Regions from separate parts of the Gossypium hirsutum genome. Here region 2 is linked to region 1. The links are chromatin contacts, called in public Hi-C maps. All regions are on one chromosome and are shown on one strand. Each heading gives the region's core, a stretch centred on a gene start, on an enhancer-like site or on the middle of the called end of the contact. The rest is flanking DNA. Distances are from core to core; before and after follow the strand shown. Region 1 holds the start of LOC107957510 (ras-related protein Rab7). Region 2 holds the start of LOC107960617 (GDSL esterase/lipase At1g29670-like).

Region 1 (6,532 bases), core at 328-2,827:
CATGCTCCCGGCTGAATTTAGAATTTCTTCAAGGAGTGACAAGATTTTAATTATAATTTTTCATTAAAAAATTATAAATTTATCATGTATTCATCATCTTTTAAGGTATTAAATAGAAATTTTTTTATTTTTAGGAGGGTTAAAATGTAATTTTATTATATATTAATTTATAATTTTTCTATTTATAAGAAGATTGAATTGAAAAATTTTCAATTTAAGAAGACCAAAATATAATTTCACTAAAATTAATTTATAAATTTTCTATTTATAATAAGACTAAATTGATTTTTATTTTATTTTTTGAGAGGCCAAAATCTTTGTCTCCCCATCCTAAAATTCGTCTCTAGACATATGATTGTTTAAATTAGATTAGATCAATCGATCAGATTAAAAAATTAAAAAATTGTAAGGTATTAATTCAAAAATTGATATTAAATTAATTAAATTAAATTTTTAAACATCTTTTATTTTTATAATCTTCAATAATTTATTAAATTAAACCATACAAAATCACTAATTTTCTCATGAGCTTACCCGAACCATATTAAGGCTCTAGTGGCATAATTCTATTTAAAGTTTACAAACATATATTACAAGAAGTACAATTATAATAGTTATTATGTGTTTTGAAAATTGAAATTATTAAATTATTTTAAAGATTATAAAAGGAATTCCACAGTCGCCGATTAACAAAACTTTTTTAATAATTTCAGTGATTTAAATCAAAATTTTCTATAAATAATTAGATTATATTACATGGGTGAAAAAAATGATATAATAAACTTATAAAAAATTTGAAAAATTTTAATTAAAATGGTAAATTTGAGATAATGAATATAATGATGTTTTAGGCTTTATTTTTATTTTGTGCATGTATTTTTTAAAGATATAATTACTTATTTGGTGTTTCCAACTTTTTAAAAAAAATTAGTTTTCAATTTAATTTTGTATCTGTTTTAGTGTTCAAACTTATACTGTTTGTCAAATTCTTTAAAAATAAATAAAAAAATATTCACATTTGTTAATTTTATACATGGATTGTCAAGTAAATGTCAAATCAATAATTAATTAATTTTTTAAAATTAATTAATTTTAAATATTTAAAAAAATATATAAAAAAATACATTTTTGATATTTTTAATTTTAAAACATTAATTAATTACTAACATAGCATACAAGTAGATTGCCACATGAATGCTACATCAGTAAAATCAACAAATATTAGATTTTTTTTATTATCTATTTTAGATAATTTGATAAACAATACAAGTTTAATAGCTAAAAAAATTAAATAAATGATTAAAATAATTTTTTTCATAAAATTGAATAAAAGAATGCTTAAGGATTTTTTTAGCATTTTGAGTCAAATAAATCATTATAAATTTTTTAAACTTAGTATAAAAATATAAACAAACAAAAATATGTTCAAAAGAATATTCCTTAAATATTAAAAAATAAACATTTTTTTTAATTTCATAAAAGAATAAATTATTTTAAATTAAATATAAAAACTAAATTAAATACAATATGCAGAAAAAAAAAACATAATTTCACCTAGTAATATGGAAAAAGAAATGGAAATTTGGCGCTTCTTTTCAGCCAAAAGGAAAAAAAAATTTCTAGTGCAGAAAAGGGAGCAAAGTAAAGAAGGAAAAAAAAAGGAAATTTCTTTTCAATAGCTTTTACAAATATATTAGGTAAATCCATAGAGCTGTACCAATAAATTTAAAGCATCCCAAAAGAATTCAAAGGCGTGATAATTAAGTTTTTTTTTTTATAAAAAAAAGGTAAATCAAATCTAATAAATCAAAACCAAATAGTTGCCGTTAATTTTACCGCCATGGCAATGCGAAGACGAACCTTGCTCAAGGTCATTGTTCTCGGCGATAGCGGGTATGTCGTTCTCAATTTCAATTTCTATGGCTTTTTCTTTTTACAACTAAAACGATGAATTTTTGGATTTCTTAAAATTTGTTTGATTAATGGGTTATTATCAATTTCAGGGTGGGTAAGACGTCATTGATGAATCAGTATCCTTTCAACAGTAATTGAATTTTAATCTTCGCATAGTCCTTTTTTTTTTGTAAATTTTCTGTTCTTTTTTTAGGGATAATTTTAGATCTTAAACTTTGTGTTAAGGTCGTTAGTTTTTTTGTTTATTTATTTAAATGTTGATTTTATAAGTTACGTCGTTGTCAGAATTAACTTCTTGAATTTAGATATGTTCATAAGAAGTTCAGTCAGCAATATAAAGCAACAATAGGTGCTGATTTTGTCACTAAGGAACTCCAGATTGAAGATCGCCTTGTCTCTCTGCAAGTAGGGTTTTAATCTTTGAGTATTTCTATACTCTTCTTAACTTAATTTTGAAGTTTCCATGGATAGTATGTTTATGTATTTTATTTTATTTTTCCTTTCTTTTGTGGCATTGCATTGGATAGATATGGGATACTGCAGGGCAGGAGCGGTTTCAGAGTCTCGGAGTTGCCTTCTATAGGGGTGCAGATTGTTGTGTGCTAGTTTATGATGTTAATGTGATGAAATCATTTGATAGCCTTGATAATTGGCATGATGAGTTTCTTAAGCAGGTTTTTCTTTGCCCCTTTCTCTATTTGTTCATTTTACTTTCCTTGATCGTTTCAGTTCTTTAGTGAATTATGTTTTGGCGTGTCTTGATGAATGGCGCTTTTAATTTAAGTTGTTTTATGCCTCTATAACATTATCACGATTATGATAATGTCAATAAGAATGTGCAGTGTTTTAGTTTTATTGGCTCGTACAGCTTTTATTACCCCTTCCATGATAAATCTAGCGTAGAGATATTTTTTTGGTCAAAGGAATGTAGGCAAGTAATGCATACAATTCCAAGTTAACTGTGCCAACCTCACTAAATATGGAATTCATCCTGCAACACTGCAAGTTATTTATAAGCTATCAAGTAACTATTTATTTATAATTTTGATTTTCTTGTAACTTCTCTCTTTCTCTTTGTCTCTTTGGCATGCATGTTCTTCGTTCACATCAATGCTGACAACCATCCTTTTCTACTAGATTTTTTTTTATTTGAAACTCTAATGGTTTTGTAGTTGATTTTGAGTTTGAATTTGTTCGTTTTCTTTATGGCCTTAATTTCTCCAATATCATTATCTATGTAGCCTACTTAAGTGATTTACTCTAGACTAGTGGATTGCTGGAGTTTGAGATAGCTGCTTCAGTTTAGCCATAAATATCTAGAGAGTTCAGAAAAATGTGGAACCTGAGATGTTTATTCTTATTTTCACCTTAAAATTTTCTTTACATCGTTAAGCTCTTGTTGAAGCAATGGCTTGTGGATACACTCAAAGGTTGAAACCGCTCTAATAGATTTTGCCATAGACATTCTTGCCAATCTGTTACAAAGAAGGAAATTTGTTTTGAAAATTTGTTTTCTTAGGGTAAAGGGTGGTACTTATTCAAAGCGCACATGACATGAAGTAAATTTAAAAGAAACATGAGATTTTTCTTGTTAGGGGTGTATGCTTCCAAATTCTTGCTTATACTGACACTGGAATTATTATTGGTTGCACAAATTCAAATACGCTATTCAACCTAGTTTTTCAGATTGTGGTTGTGGACTCACTGATTCTTTTTTTTCACTTTCTTTTTTCTATAATTTTGACCTCACTCATGTTGTCATAACTGATTTTATCTTTGCCTTTTCAGTTCGCCTTCTTTTGGTTCATTTCAGGATTATTAACTTTTACACTTTTTGAACAGGAAAGAAACAGAGAATTTTTAATTGCTTACCCAATCTTTAGGTGGAAAATTGCCTCTTTTCAGTGGAGTGAGTTTTATAAACTGAAATGTTCATATTGGTTTTCTTATTGATATTGTTTGTTGCCATTCGGCTGTTCTGTTGGTCATCAATTCCTGTTTTTCAAACTTTTCTGTGTCAACTAGTCAGAACAGTTTTGTAGAAGTATAGGTTTACTATAAACAGATCAGAAGAAGTATGTAGGTAATTTTGTAATAGAATCTCCAATAAATGCTGATTCTTATGGGAATGTGAAATTTCTTTTCTTGATGCCTTGTTCCATCATGTTAAACCTAGAAATTGGATAAAACATTTATTGCTGATGCTACAGTTAAGTGCTCAACTTGACCTACTTTCCTTTCAATGCACGTGATCTTTCCTAACAGCCAATTTAATTTCTGAGGTTGATTAATCTTTTGTGTTAATTGTTTTCATCCCTCTAAAACTTTATATGAATTTCTTTGGAAGTGATTACCATCTGTTTTAAATGTTTCCATTTTCATTTCATGCCAGGCCAATCCAACAGATCCCAGGACGTTTCCGTTTATGTTGCTTGGAAACAAAATAGATATTGATGGTGGTAATAGTCGAGTGGTAAGGGTATATGGTTTTATACGACCTAATTTTCCTTTATCCTCACACCTCAGCCTAATGGGTGGCATCTTGAGCCCATGTAGGTATCCGAGAAGAAAGCAAAAGATTGGTGTGCTTCAAAAGGAAACATACCTTACTTTGAAACATCAGCAAAAGAAGATATCAATGTTGATGCTGCATTCCTTTCTATTTCCAAATCTGCTCTAGCAAATGAGCTCGAGCAGGACATGTAAGTTTATCTTGAAGCATATTCTGTTTTTTTTTTTTCAGTGAACATTGGCATATAAATTAGTATTTTTCCAGCATGGTGTTGTTGGCCCAGAAAGGGATATGGTTTTCTTCAGCACTGCAGATTCAGACCTTCATATCTCTAGCAATTTTACGGCATAGCTGTGATCTTTATATACTTTTGTGACATTAAATAGTTAATAGTAGGGAAACAGAGGATATCTCCAACATTGTATTGTGAATCAGACTACATTAAGGGTGTACAAATTACGTTATCACCTAGAAATCCTGTTTGGATGCTGATTGATTTGCCTTGCCATATCAAATTCATTGTGTGGGAGTGACAATATTATGTATTTCATAATGACATGCCTCAGGTAGACCCATATTTCCTAACTTTAATGAGTTGCTGATCTGGACATGGTTCAATAATACCGCGGAAATATGTTACTATAATCCTATCTCTAAGTAGATCAATATATATATATTGCTTCATTAGGAAAGATGTACTAGAGTATGTAGTCAAATGGTAAGGTGCTTATGGACAGAATAATGGGGGTAAGTGATTGGGGAAATAACAATAAACAAAATTTGAAGGTAATAGTTTCATGAGAATCATGATGAGGTGTATTTTCTTTGGCCAAGGTTAAAAATTTTGATATTGATTCAAAGAAATGTGTCTTTAATCATATAGCTGATTTCATTATTTTCCACAGTACTCATTCAATTAAATATGACCTAATTTTACAGCCATATAGATCGTATAACAATTATCAGAGTTCTTACCTACAACCTACTTCTTCTGTTATATTTTTCTTAATTATTTGATTGTGTGTGGATGTTCATAAGCTTTCTTCTCATGGTGCTGTTCTACCATGCTTAATTTGGGCTGTGGTGTTTGTTTTTTTTTTTTTTAGCAGTTTAGATGCTGTTGTTACTTTTATTGCTTCTTTTTAAAGTCTTTTTAGTACATATGTTATAGCTCATTGGCATATTCTTGTGTAATCGTCACAACCAATTTACTATTTATTTCTCTAGGATATAGATTTTATTTTTAAAATATTGATATCATGTCGTGGGTAATTTTTTGTTTTATTGTAACTACAGGAAAACTGTTTTCTTCTTCCACTTCACCTTAATATATTTGGTGTCTGTGTACTTCGTCTTAGCATAGATGTTTTCAAGTTTTTAAAGATATTTGACCAGGCTATGCAGAAAATAACTTTTTTTCTTTGACCTATTTTCCTATTTGTGTATGAATGCAGATATTTCCAGGGCATCCCAGAGGCCATGACAGAGACCGAGCAAAGAAGTGGTTGTGCATGTTGATTACAAGCCAAACTATGTTCTCTGGTTTTATCATTCTTACCCATTTTTTGGTATACATTGCATTCTAAACTCCCATGATCAAAGCATTATTTGTCATTGCTTTGTTTTGTTTTCGGTTGGTAGAGATGAACTCTGCAGAGTTCCCGGTCATTCTTCTTACGTTAGTGTACTGATAAAATGGTTCAGATGGCATTGAAGTTAGACATGAATAAGGCATATGACAGGATTGAGTGAGATTACCTAGAAGGATTGATTAAATTATGACATGTGATAGCGTTACTTATTGGATGGTTTTTAATAGCGAGTAGCATAGTAGGATTGGTCCGACCAAATCCATTGTGCTTAGGCAAGGAGATCCAGTATTGCCTTATTTACTCAACGTTGAAGACATAGATGTTGTTTGTTGGACAAAGAAGTGCTCAGGAAGGCCATGCTCTTTTGATTTCTACGAACGTTTAAAATAATGAATGTAGCACGTGTTGCAGCAATGTTTAAATTTCCTGTTTTAAGTTGACTCTTGATCTTGGAGGGTCCATTTGGGTAAGATTAAAAGTAACAGGGATGATGAGGTTATTAGTTAGTTGTTGT
Region 2 (6,233 bases), core at 3,436-5,935, 310 kb before region 1:
CTTCAATACTGAGTTATTTTATTTTTAATTTATTTTTCCTTTTTATTCATATTTTTTTGTTTGAGTTAATTACACTAAACATCTCCAAAGTTCTCATTTTAAATTAGTATTCAAATTTTAAAATATTTTAATTATATCCTTAAATTATTGATATTATATCAATATGGTCCTTCAAATCGTTAAATGAGATATCAAATCTTATGTGTCGTAATTTAAAAATAAAAATTTTAAAGAAAAATGTATATTGTAAAAATGAATGTTATAAAAATCTTGGTTATAATGTTTTAGAATTTTTTCCGGAAACTATCATCCACTCGCTCCTTTTTCAGTTCTACTTTATTGTTAGTTTTTAATTTTAAAATTTATGCGGCAACATTTTACTTTTCATTAAAATTTTCATTTTAAATTATGTCACATAAGATTTTGTGTGTCATTTAATGGTTAAATTAATGGTTTCAATAATGAAAGGACCTTTTTGATATAATATTGATGATTTGGAGGTGTCATTGGAATGTTTTGAAATTTGAAAAACAATTTAAAATAAAAGTTATAATTTGGACATGAATGGTGCGATTAACTCTATTTATTTATTTATTTTGTTTAATCAACTCATTTATTGTTGAATTTTGTTTTAACGGTCATTAAAATAAATTATTTTAATGGGTAAATTGTTTTTTCGGTTTGAATTTGACAATTTTTTTCACGCTGAAGCTTAATTTTTTTTATCTAAGTTAAGCCCTAAACTTAATAATTGTTCTCACATTAAGACTTAAACCTTTTTTATTATCCATATTAATCTTTAAAAATTCCTAAAGTTCAAACCCAATATGAAAATATTTACCAAATTCAAATCTGATCTAAACAATCTCAAATTTTTATATATATTTTTATTGAGAGGGGAATAGGAAATGTTTAGATATTTAACACAAGATTTTATGTTTCATTTTATGGTTACACCATTTGGATTATAATAATGAGTTAGGGATGTGAAAAGACAGGTAGCTTCCCCATGTTACATCTATAATATCCATTTTGCATCTATTCATTTGGGCTTGAAGGTACTTAATGTAAGGCCCATGTACACCTTATGAAAAGTGAGAGCATAGCCAAAAATCATACAACAATTGGAGAAATGTCTTCATTAATGATAGTTGAAGTTTATTAAACTTATCCACCTCTCCATTTGTTAAAATTTATCACAACATCATTAAACTTCATGATTTGCATTTTAATTTCTTAAAATTTTAAAAGAAAATTTAAAAAAGAATACAAGTAAAATTTAAAATATATAAAAAATCAAATTTATATTATAAATATAACATCAACTCACCATTAATTAAAATTTCATCTCTCTCTTATACTATTATAATTCTCATATAATCTATTCCCCCTTTTTGAAGAATCAATACTTTAATATTACATTATTTTTTGAGAAGCTTCTAACTTATTAACATTAACGATCTCCATAATAGAAGTAAAACTTAACAACAGTGGCGGAGCTTGAAACTTTTTTTTGGGAGTTCAGAATTAAATTATATATTTTTACAATATTAAAAATATAATTTTATATTTTAATAGCTTATATCTTTATAATTTTTAAAGGGTTAAATTAATTTTTTATCATTTTAAAGGATTAAAGTGTAATTTTACCATTATTAATTTAAAATTTTATAAATTATAAAAAGTCTAAATTAAATTTTTACCATTTTAGGGAGACCAAGACTGCTCCACCACTGCTTAACAAATAATAGTAAAAATAATTTTATTTTCTAATTTTCTTTACATGCTATTTGGAAGTGTTGGCCTTGATGCATCTCTTTACAATGGTAAATTTATTTTTAATTAGCATATAATTATAACACTAATTAAATAATAATTATTAACATAAAATAATAAGAAGAAATCGATCACTTAAAAAATCTCTAAATAACTATGTTGCTTGTTTAATATAAGAATACTAAATAAAATTAAGTATGCTACTTGTTTATTTATTATTATTTTGCGGAATTAATTCGATTGAGTTTTAACTTGATTGACATGGGCATTGTTGCTAATGCAATAGGACATCAATTCGAGTGCGTTGAAGCGCATTATCTTCCTATTTATGGGTTGAGGAGGAGCTATCGATAATTCTAGGTATTATCTCAAAAAAATAGATATAATCAGAAAATTAAAGTTTTAAATTGATACAATTTTATTTTCACTTTAATTTTTTGTCAAAACTATATTCTTTAATTTTTTAAACAAGAAAATACTACCTAAATTATAATAAATAGAAAAAAATAAAAGCATAAATAAATAAAATAAAATATAATAATTAAAATAATTAATTATATTTTGTTAAAATATTTAAATTGTTCTTTAACTTTTAATATCTAAATTACCCCTATTTCCTCTTAGTGATTTTCAAAAGAATTGGTTTTTTATATTGTTTACTTATGGACACAATATTAATTTTTAACATTATGGTTTATACTATAAGAGTACTAAATTAAATTAAGTACGTAGCTTATTCTTTTATCATTGTAATTTTTTAATTATTAAATTAATCCACTATTAAATTTTTTTGAGCTGGAATTACTACTAATTAAGTGTTGTAAGAGTTCTTCAAATGCTATAAGACTTGCTATATGAATTTGTTTAATTATTAATTTTTTAAATATATTGTTATGATTTTATCAAAAATATTATTATTTTTTATTTAAAAATTATTATTCAAATATTAATTTAATAGTACTAGCTTCTAATGTAACATATGTTGTAAATGATTTTACACCTTTAATATTTAATTAATTTTTTAAATATTGTATTATAATTTCAGTAATTAGTGTGAATAATATTTTTTATTTGAATTATTGAATTTAATTAAAATATATTAATTTAACAATTCAAATATTATAATAGAAAAAATAAGAACCAATTAATATAATTAACTCTAATATTAGTTAAGTGATAATTAAAATGCTTATTATACTATTCAAATAATAAATCTATTTTAAAATATTTTAAAGTTAGCATAATTTTTATTAATAATTGTAAAATAAATTATAATTATTTTTAAATGTATAATTATCTCAACTTCTATTTTATTTTAATTTTTTATTAATAACTCTAATTTAAATATTATAATTATTTTAAAATGTAAATTTAGTAATAAATATGATAGAAAATAAATAGTATTCTCATTAGTTAAAAAATTTTCCAATCTCATGCTTTAATATATATTATAGATAATGAAGAGTAATTTTGTTCTCTTAAACTTGTACTACTATATAAACCGGTCAGGCCACCTGCTAAGGTCGGAAGGTTCACTTGAAAAGTGGGAGAGTTTAGATAAAAATATATGCCTGAAAATGAGTTTGGACAAAAAATAAGGCTCGTTTTCTAAACGGTCCAGGCCAAGCCGGAATTTGGTTCAAAAAATTCTTTTGCTGCTGTTTTACTGTTGTTTTGTTGTCATTTTGCTATTATATTGCTACTATATTATTGTTATTGTTTGGATATTATATATCTCTTATTTTATTGTTACGTTTGCTTCCATTTTAGAGGCATTTACTTGTTAAGTTGTAACTATACTAGTGTTATTTAGGTATAAATATATATTTTTAATATATTTTCAATTTGTTAGGAAACATTTATTTTAATAATTTTAGTTCATTTGATCTCTATGAACTGGATGTTGAATTCTCAAAAAGATGATAGGAATAAAAACCTGCTACTAGTAGAGCAAGGGAATCTGATCTCAAGACGAGGCTTTTTAAAAAGGGGCATGGCAGTGACTATAGCTGGGAACTTATCCCTCCTCTTAGAGGTGTGTGGGCCAAAACTCATTGAAATGAGACTCCGATCTGCCCGAACTTAGTCTTTTTAAATTTATTTTTATAAAAAATTTAAGATATAACTTAAATATAACACCACCTTCGCAAGAGCAGAAGTTGCTAATTGCTAGCTTGGAAATGGAGTATTGAACGAAAGGAAGTTGATTATTAGAGTGTAGGGGACAAAGATTTTGTAGGGTATGCACCCTCCTAGGAACCCTGTTCACAATTTCATAAAAAGCTCGGCCCGACCCACATCTTTTTGGAAAGTTTTAAAGAGGACCTTAATTTAAATTTATTCGTGTTTGATTAAGGTCGAAATATACAATCCCCACAAGTAGAAGAAAGTCATGGGAAACGATATACATACATGTGAAGCTTGGAAATGTAACTTAAAGTTGGGCAAGTTGATTAACATTAATGGGATAAACTTCGGTTTTACGTTTAGAAGTGAAAGCCTTGATTGCTATTTCCACGTTCACTTTTTCAGTGGGATGAAGCCCATTGAAGAACACATGAGCACTCCTGTCCATACATATCCTCCCACCTTTCTTGCATGAAATTCCATTGCCTGCTAATTGTCTCAATGGCACCACTTCACAACATGGACTGTTAGCATCTTTGAAACCTGTAAACACAATATCATCATATTTTAAATCAAACTGATTCAGTCTCCTACTTAATTATTATTTTCTTACCTCTGGAATAAAGGTTTTGGATGATATCAGTTACACTATTGTAAGAGTTGACCAAAACAAGATTAGAAGTTGGCATGTCGGATTTAGCCCCGTCTATTATTGATTTCAACTCATTATTGAAGAGAACCGCCGCCTCGTTCATAACTTCGATGCACCCATTTTTACGCATTGCATTCAGCATTGGAGAACATCCAATTGGATATATTGATATCAATACAAACTTCCTTGCTCCTAATCTGTACAACCTCTGTAATAATTCAACAATTATCGGATTTGTTAATCATATGTTATATTTGAGAGTAGAAATTGTAATTACTTAACTACATAAATTTAAATTATAAAAAAAAAATATTTTCTAAACAAATAACAAAGTTTAAAAATCAAATCATTGAATGTAATATGTTAGTTTAAGAAAGTATTTAACAATAAAGCTATTAATAAATAATAATATTATATCTAATTTAATCTAATTACTCTAGCATTCTATATTTATTGAGTTCTTCTCAATCTAACATTATACATATACTCTTTGTCATTATCGGTTGATCTTTGACCAAATATAATTAATTAATAATAAATCCTACATACTTTAGTTAAATATTTAGTAGATCAAAATGAACAAAATTATCTTTTGTTAATAAAATTTGAAGATTATCTAAATGGGATTAGTAATATAATATTTAATTACATTTACAAATATCAAATATATGTCCTAAAAAAATAAAATATTCTATCATTATTGTATAAAAATAGCTTCTTAAATTTAAATATGTACAGGTGTACTTGAAAAGTCTTATGGTAATTGAATTTGACTGTAATTACTTGTAACTACTCATAATTACTTCAATTCTTAACTCCCCATAAGAATTGAAGAGTGTAACTGAAATCCATGGAATGTACTAGTTAGAATGATTATTCAAATATGTCAAATATTTATATTTACATGTAATTATACTCAAATTTAATTATTAGTTAATTTTCCTAAAATAATATACTCAATAAATAAAATTTGGCTTGTAAGGCCCAATTTTAGCCCGGGCCCGTACAAACAAAAAAAAAGAGAATAAGTTATAATAAAAATATTATAACAGTCCAAATATTATAACCCATTTACAACAAAGACAGTCCATCGGCCCAAAATAATTACAAGGACCCAAATTAATCCTAGCCCAATATTACACAACAAAGCAGGCCCAAATGGCCCAAGAGTTTGACATTCACAGAAACCCTAGGGTCCCCCTCGATGCGCCATAGCAGCCTTCAGCCTCCAAGCGCCGTACGACCTCCAGCACACCTCCGTACGCCCCACGCCGAGTGCCACGTACCACCACAGCTAGCCCCGTACCTCCATACCTGCAAACATACAAGAGAACGACAGCAAACACGAAGGAAAAATTTGTATTTTTTTTATTCTTTCGGATTTCGACTATAAAGCCAAGAACTTCTTCATTTATTTTTTTACGCATACTGAATAGAAAGAAAGCATTCAAAAATTTGAAGGTGATTTCTGTTTAAGTTTCTTCAAGTTCTAGCATTTCCTTGCGATTTATTTTCCTTCAAATCTTTCGTCATTGTGTTAGAAAACAAAGAAAAAGTGAAGGAGGGTCTTACCTTGCGAATAGGCCATAGATTTCTTTTTTTTTGCTTCGTTGAAATCGATGCCGAAAGAGGGATCTCAAGGCTGAAAAACCATCTCCCAAAGCTCGAATACGCTGGT

What was found. Hi-C and Micro-C count contacts between places; a contact is called where the count stands out from the background.
Region 2: a Hi-C map of leaf shows a contact between it and region 1, with 2.8 times the contacts expected there. The contact joins the promoter of LOC107960617 here to the promoter of LOC107957510 in region 1. A contact is called at or near these places in 5 of 34 Hi-C or Micro-C datasets (callus and leaf).

What each region holds. Positions count from the first base shown.
Region 1 is chrA05:31,296,672-31,303,203 of Gossypium_hirsutum_v2.1, reverse strand. LOC107957510 (ras-related protein Rab7) reads left to right here and starts at 1,577. Exons shown (of 8, transcript XR_001700475.2): 1 at 1,577-1,893; 2 at 2,004-2,030; 3 at 2,220-2,319; 4 at 2,442-2,588; 5 at 4,307-4,387; 6 at 4,471-4,616; 7 at 5,881-5,994; 8 at 6,131-6,532.
Region 2 is chrA05:31,611,160-31,617,392 of Gossypium_hirsutum_v2.1, reverse strand. It overlaps LOC107960617 (GDSL esterase/lipase At1g29670-like), which reads right to left and starts at 4,685. Exons shown (of 2, transcript XM_016896935.1): 1 at 4,517-4,685; 2 at 4,211-4,446. The coding sequence starts at 4,685. The coding sequence ends at 4,211. LOC107957502 (a long non-coding RNA gene) reads right to left here. Exons shown (of 2, transcript XR_001700473.2): 1 at 6,128-6,233; 2 at 5,568-5,869.